Linked DNA regions of Gossypium hirsutum: region 2 is linked to region 1. The links are chromatin contacts, called in public Hi-C maps. All regions are on one chromosome and are shown on one strand. Each heading gives the region's core, a stretch centred on a gene start, on an enhancer-like site or on the middle of the called end of the contact. The rest is flanking DNA. Distances are from core to core; before and after follow the strand shown.

Evidence for each region. Hi-C and Micro-C count contacts between places; a contact is called where the count stands out from the background.
Region 2: a Hi-C map of anther shows a contact between it and region 1, with 2.7 times the contacts expected there. The contact joins the promoter of LOC107891916 here to the promoter of LOC107891937 in region 1. A contact is called at or near these places in 2 of 34 Hi-C or Micro-C datasets (anther and leaf).

The regions. Positions count from the first base shown.
Region 1 is chrD09:29,409,053-29,413,149 of Gossypium_hirsutum_v2.1, reverse strand. It overlaps LOC107891937, which reads right to left and starts at 2,050. Exons shown (of 3, transcript XM_016816860.2): 1 at 1,099-2,050. The coding sequence starts at 1,916.
Region 2 is chrD09:29,733,544-29,737,485 of Gossypium_hirsutum_v2.1, reverse strand. LOC107891916 (protein OBERON 2) reads right to left here and starts at 2,328. Exons shown (of 5, transcript XM_016816839.2): 1 at 2,060-2,328; 2 at 951-1,365. The coding sequence starts at 1,326.

The DNA of each region.
Region 1 (4,097 bases), core at 801-3,300:
ACAACATATATAAAACAGCAATTTTATCTCTGACAAATTTTCCACTGCATGGATAAATAAACTGGTGTCCTTATGTACAACTCCAATCACTATTGCATCAAAGCACTATAGAGAAATATACATCTGGAACAACCTACCCTTCATTTTATGAATAAATTAGGCTTGAGTCAGTAAATAATCAACAATGAAGAATCACCAACACAGCAATCCAGCACCAAAGCTTGCTAGCAGAAAGTGCCATTTTTCATTTTTATGATGAAGACATAGACTTACTTGGGTTTGATAAAAGACCGTAATACAAAATAACACAAGCAATGGCACATGAGAAGCACTTCTCTGAACCAGTTAGTAACAGCAAGCAGCCAACAAAACCAAGATTATAGTAAACCAAGATTAACTATGCCACAAACAAAGCAAACCAGAAAAAAGGTAATAGCAAATCCAAGATTTAAGGTCACGCCAAAGGGATCAGATTGCGCACTTACCTAAAACCCTAGAAATGTCAGATTGTTGAAAAATTGTCCGGAAAATCATTTATAAAAGGGAGACAACACTGCCTCAGCATTGCATTACCTCAACTGAATTTAACAATTATTTGTAAGCACCATCAGTATTATTTATCCATAACTTATTATTGAAACTCACCCGCTAATCCTTATTAGTAATAGTTTATGCTATAAAACACCTATCAGACGAAGAAAAGGAAACATTGTATTAAAACCCAGACATTATCCAAAAGAATAACACTTGACAAATATTATTCTAGAAAGAAATAGGTAAAAACATCAAACACCTGCACTGAAAACGATTTCAGTGCTATGTGCAGTAAATGCAACACAAGTCAACTAAATTCAAGCTCCAAGATATTTGCATCCTTAAGTCAATATCACCTATCAAATACAGCACTCTAGCTTAATATATTAAAATGTTAACAGCCACATAACAAGCAATCTAATCTAAGTAGTTGCAACACAGCAAATTAAGAAAGAACTGAAGCATCTAAGCAGTAAAGCATTATTTTTTGATTTCAAATCATAATATGGAACTCAAACAATGAAAAATAGCATTCAAGAAGTTAATTCCAATTCAGAATCAAACCTAAATTTGGCATTAGACTTGCCACAAGCCAAGCATTGAAGCCGCCCTTGTTTACCATCCTCGAAGTAATTCTTTTTCTGCCCCGTATTCTCAAAAACTGCCTTCACAAAGTGCAAAAACGCCTTCTTTAGAGCACTTTGATCAACCTCCAAATGCTTATGATTAAACCCCGCATTATTATTTTGAAATCCCCCACCAACTCTCATATACTTGGCTGCCCTAGTTTCCTCATTTCCAAGCGGGCTACTCATTCCAGTTAGGCGGTCTGACCCGCCTGGCCCCAAAGTGTAGATCTTTTCCTTCTTCTCCTCTCTTAGGTCTTTGCCTTCATCGCCGTACTTTCTCTTTAACGGGCCAGGCCCGTCACTCGGCGAATTCCAATAATCGCGATTATCGCGGAAGCCCATTGATGGGCTACCGAAGTCACGAGGTCCGAGTATGGGTCGAGTCGGAAAGTCCTGGTAATCGGGCGGGAGAGCAAAGTAGGAGCGGACGCTACCGTCGTAAAGGACGATTGTCCGACGCTCCAGCATGTGGAATCCATACGCCGGTGGAGGCGGAGGGCCAAGGGCGGCAGGATCGGGGAAGGGGAAGGGGGGATGAGCTTGATTGGGGTCGGATTGTGACTTGTTATGAGCAGCGGAGCTTGGAGGTGGGCCAGTCCTGGTGCATGGGCTGGGCTTGGTGTAGGACTTGTGGTCGGCGGTTGTGGAGGAGGGGTTTTTATTGGCGTTGGAAGAGGAAGATTCCCAGCGGGATTTGCGGTGGTTGTTGGAGGAGGATGACGGTTGTTTTGGCGGATTCGGTCCCGCCATCATTGGAATTTAGTTGGATTTTAAGGCTTTTGGATGCATTTAGGGGAAACACAGGAAGATGGAGCTTTTATTCGCTGTAAAGTTCACCCGTAAATTATTTAGATTTTCAAAAAAAAAAAGTTCAAATTTTGCCCTCAACCCCTATAATTTGTCAAAGTTTAAGATTTAATTCAGTGCTTGTCAAATAATTTTTTCACCTAATGACATCAATGTGGTCATGTTTATGTAAACAAGGATGGCGTTTAATCCATAATTTGAGTTCTTTCTTCTATAAAGTTTTGAAAGCAAATTACTTACTAACACAAACTTCTTACTACTGAGAATTGGATCAAATGCAACTTACATTTGGTGGAGCATTTACTTAGCTAAAGAGGTTCTTAAACAAGGATTAGTAGCCACACCAGATCGATTAACTTACTTTTTGGATTACTCGAATTTAAATCCGTAAATTATTTGAGTATTATTATCTAAATTTGAATCCGAATTAAATATCATCATCGTAAAAAAACTAAATTTAACATTTTCAATCATATGTAAGATAAAAATCCAAATATGAATCCACAAAATAATATAAATTCAAACAAAAATTAATTTTAAATAACATTTATTCATAATTAACACTAAATAAATGTAAATTAACAAAAATAGTTAAATAACAATCCAAACATATTAAACATGACAATTTTACAACAATTCAAATATACAAAACAACTTAAACACAAGAATTCCAAACAAATTAAATATTACATAACAATCTCAAGTAACTTAATTACTTAACCCTCATTATTTAATAATAATTGAATATAGTATCATATAAATCATACATATATATAGGGTAAATTTTCTAGTTGGTCACCCAACTTTTAAGGCGTTGTCATTTTAGTCATCCAAAATGAAACCCTTGCAATTTTGTCACTTAACTTTTTAGGGCGTTTTCGTTTTAGTCACTCAACCGTTAGATTTCTAATGCCACTTAAGTTGTATATTCCACATCATGTTCACACTTTCATTTTGATCACCCAAAAACATCCCTTTTTTAATATTGATTGGGTAAAAAAACATTAAAGATTAAAGTGAAAAATTGGTAGAAATTAAAATAATGTTTTAAAAATTGTCAAATTGTACTTGTTTGTCCCCTTGCCGAAAGTTCTAAATATCTTTTTTTTTTAACATTGAAATTTTAAATTTCAAAACATCAAAATCAATTAAATGAAATGTTGAAAAAAATTATCCATTGGTAATGTTAACCGATTTGTTACTGTAATATTGAAATTAATTAAATTAATCTCCTTCTAAATTTTAAAATTTTATTTTATGTCTCCATATTATTATTATTAATAAAATCAACTCAATAACTCATATTTAATAATTTTCTGCAAAACTTAAATTTCTTTTTATTATATAAATTTATCTTCCATATTAACTTAAAAGAAAAGAAAAATCATTGCAAATAAATAAATTAATTGCTTATTTTTCGTTTGGGTAAAGAAGTGATGAAAAAATTCTAGGTTTTATTTGGCATGGAAGATAAATTTAATTAATTTAATTAATTGTAAGAATTTTTCTTTACTTTTAGCTTAGTATGAAAGACTCAAGATCATATAATCAAAACAAATTTGAGTTTCATATACAATTATTAAGGATGATTTATTTGATTTGATTTTAATTTGGAAACATAAAATAAAATTTTAAGATTTAAAAGGAGACATTGGTTGACATTATAAAGGGATAAAAAATTTTCAATAACTTATTTAATTGATTTTGATGTTTTGAAATTTAAATTTTCAATATAGAAAGAAAAAGAAAATTAGAACTTTCGACAAAGGAATAAACAAGTACAAATTTGACAATTTTAAATGTATTATTTTAGTTTCTAACATTTTTCACTTTAATCCTTAATGTTTTTTACCCCAATCAATATTTAAAAAAATTGATATTTTTTGGGTGAGCAAAATGAAAGGAACCTAGAAGTTGGATGACTAAAATGAAAGTGTGAATATGATGTGGCCTGTGCAAGTTAACTGGTGTTAAAGATTTAACGATTGGATGGCTAAAATGAAAGCACTTTAAAAGTTGAGTGATGAAACTGCAAGGATTTCATTTTGGGTTGCCACACTCGGTTTCCCTTGAAACCCAAAAATTAGGAACCTTTAGGATTTAAATTAAACAAGACCGTAAGCTAGC
Region 2 (3,942 bases), core at 1,079-3,578, 320 kb before region 1:
TACTCAACAATTTGGAGCATTTCATGGTTAAGGATCTAAGAATCCAAAAAATGTATAATATTTTTAATAATATAAACTATAAAATATAGATTAAATTAAATAAAAATAATGTTTTGAAGTTTAGTTTTTTATTTCATAGTGGGAACATATGTGTTAAATGAAATAAGATTATAAGAAACTTTAAAAAACCATCTTTTTAGGCAGAATTTCGATAGACTGAAATTCCCTTTCGAAATTTTTAAATTTTTTTTAAATTTTCCATTATTTATTTTTACCTAAACAAGTAAATTCATTTTTGGAATAAACTATAAGTATAATTTAAAAAATATATATTTTGAAGTTTACGTTTTTCATTTATACTGGGACCATATGCGTTACATGAAATAAGATTATCAGAAACATTAAAAAAAAGCACCTTTTTAGGTAGAATTTCGATAAACTCGAATCCCCTTTTGAAATTACTTAAAATTTTCCATTATGTACTTTGGCCTAAATAAGTAAAATCATTTTTCAAATTTTAAAACCTTTAATAGAAATGCAATTCTTTCTCTAAATCCTTCATTCAAACACACTCTAAGTGTAACAAAGAGTTAATTTGGCAACAAGTCAAACCTGTCCTTCAACCAAAAGTATCGGATAATCATCGATGTCACCCAAATTGGCTAACAGCATCTTGACACTCAAGTCTAAGTTGATCTCAGAGAATCATATTGTCAGGAATAGGATTTAATAAATATAGGAGAGAACTATTGATCCAACCAAAGAGGCTAAATAGCTGAAAGACTGAATCAGATATTATATATTGACAACAGAGGGTTATGACGTTTCACAAGTTAAAAGAATGCAGAAGTTAATGCAATGAACCATATAAATAATTACAAAAACTAAAACGAGAACATGAAGACTGTAGAATAGAATGAGGAAAATGAACACAGTTAGTTGGGGCTGACCGTTTGTCAAAGAATGTTTCATTGCAGGGATTTTCCAGCTGAATGAAGCAAAAAAAGCATTAATATCTGCATCAGGGAACGCCAATTTGACATACCGCTCAACTGAAAGCTTGCTAGCAAGACCACGTTTCCTGCCTGAGTCCACAAGCTTTTGGAGGCGCTTTGGAGGATACAAATACCTATCTAAGAAATGGCCAGTAATGGCTACTCTCCTTCCCACTTTCCAAGCCCATATGTCACCCTTCTTAGGCCAATCCACTGGAGCATACGGCAAGCCAAACCCAGATGCCTCTGGCAAAACAGGACTGAGATGAAGACTATTTTCTCTTCGTCTAGGCGTACTTCCATTATTTTCCTTAGTATCATCAATCTCCATAAGATTCAAGTTTAGCAGAAGTAGCCAAGAACCAGCACACTGCATTAAATGCAATTCAAAATTTTTTACAAGTTCAGCCATTAAAAGATTACAAAACAGTTCTCAGTAATTGCAACATAAATTTCATCCTATGACATCCTGCTTAGCCATATTTACAGTCTTCCATAGCAAAGAAGAATCTACCCCTGAAATTGCGTACTGAGAACTACTCAAACTGTTTCCAGTATTCAGATGAGTACCTCAGACATATATAGACAGGTGTAAAACTAATTTTAACTTAATATATGATTGCAATTTTAACATACTACTAATTGGATTTAGCAATATAACTACATTGATGGTGCATGTTAAATTTTGATTCGATCAGATATTTTTATTATTGTAATCAAGAATATTGTCTTTTATACATATCTAGCAATTAAAATCTTTTTCATAAAAAAAATAGTTATACATTTTTAATTTACTGGAGTAAAAATCAAATAAATATTACGAAAAGCATTTAAATCTAGATTAATGATTCAAAATTTAATGGCATGGCATCATAATAACAATAATAAAAAACAATGCAGGTTCCTTTAGCATCCAATAAAAAACTCAAGAATCTCTTCAAGAAATCCAAGTTTCTTGAACGTAAAATTTAAGTTAGTAGCGTCTATTAATTTAGAAAACTTCACCTGTTCACTTAATAATTGAAGGAAGAAAACGCCAGAAAAAAAGAACTAAAAAAAATCACCTGAACTGTTTAACAATTTCACGGGAGCAAGACTGACGATCTCTGCACCAGCTAAAACTGAAATAAATCCGTTTCCGGTTTTCTAAAATGGAAATCAAATAATTTTGAGATAACAAAATTTAAAAAGAAATTAGCAGAGAGAAGACTAACTTTAGGGTTAGGATTAAAGGGAAGAAAATGTAAAAATTGAGAAACGATTTTTTTCTATTGTAGATTGAAGAATTGATGAAACCCTAATTAAAAAAATACTACTCATTAGGGGCCGGGCTTGGACAAAGATTTTATGACCTGAATAAATTTAAATTATTATTTATTCATTATGAGTATAAAATTAACATGATTTTACAAGTAATTTTTTCTACAATTCATATTTCAACAATCCAATATTGAATTAATTAGTATAATTGTATTTGTTATACATGTAATTTTTTAAATCGTTTTGATATCGTTATCATATTGATCTAAACCTAAAAACTTTTAATCGTTTAATATATATTATTATAGATAAAATTTTAAATTGATATGTGATAGAGTTATCGAATCAATTAAAAAAGTTATACGCATAAAAAATATAAATATATCAATAAATTTAATAATTACTAATTATATAAAAAAATTACAAAGTAATGTAAAATTACTTATTATACTATTTTTTATTCAATCTAAAATTTGAAGATAACTAGAACGTTGTTTCAATAGAAGTTTTTTTTTTTTTGACATTATATCAAGAGCTCGATGAATAGAATATATAAATATTAATTAAATTATGGTGAGATCAAGATAAAGTTAAAAGTAATTATGTAATATTTTTAGTTAAAATGATAAAAGTTAAAAGGTCTGAATGTTATTAGTTCTTAAGTTCAAATTTTATGATAAGCATATAATTTTTGGATTTCATATAAAATTGTAATGAGACAAAAATATCTCAAAAATATTTATTACTTTGTTAAAATAATAAACTTTTGATAATTTAACAATTAATGGGCGACAGCCACAGACAAATCAATTCGTCTTTTAAATTTAATATAAATAAATATAATTTTTTTATATTTTTTAAATAGTAAACCAAATTTATGTGCTTACTCAAGCTAAAAATAACTAAATAATAAATAATTCAAATTGAAACCCAATTATTCAACTCATGTATAAGTTTAACTTAACAATCTTTTTGTAAAGAGATTATATTCTTTAAAAATTATGTAGCTTTAATTAATAATTAAAAGATAAATGATAAAGATTGTATTGTTTTTAATAAAATTAAATTAGCTAAATGACAAAAAAAAGAAATGATTTTTTCCTAGTTAATTTAAATGAATTGTTAAATAATTAATTAATACGGGAGATTAATCTTTATAAAATTCACATTTGAAAAAATTATATTTGGAAAAACTTTTATTGGCAAGTTTAGAAGTTAAAAAGATTAAAAAGCTTTTAAAAGTCTCTAAAGGAATAGAATAACTTGAAATTTTTTTTAAGAACTATAAGCTCATTCTCAAGCATTCTAAAAAAAAATGCTTTGCTTTCTTAGTTTGCCAATGAGATGAGACTAAATCTCAATGTTCCTTAAAATAGAGTCAACCACTCAAGATCAAATCTCGTGAACTCTTGAAGCAGACTCAATCATCTAAAACCAATACTCAAAGACTCTTGCTTGGACTAAACTCTCTTCGAACTTATTGCATCAATGCAAAAAAGATCATCTTTAGTTTCAAGATTAAATATGACAATCTAGTTTCAATATCAAATTTTGACGATACTTAAAGAAGACTCGTTGATCCAAGATTAAATTTCGAAAACCTTTGCGTCAATTCGTAAGAAACTCTTCAAATCTAATTTAAATGACCCTGGAAGAAAAGAATAAAAAAGTTCATTCAAGAAACTAC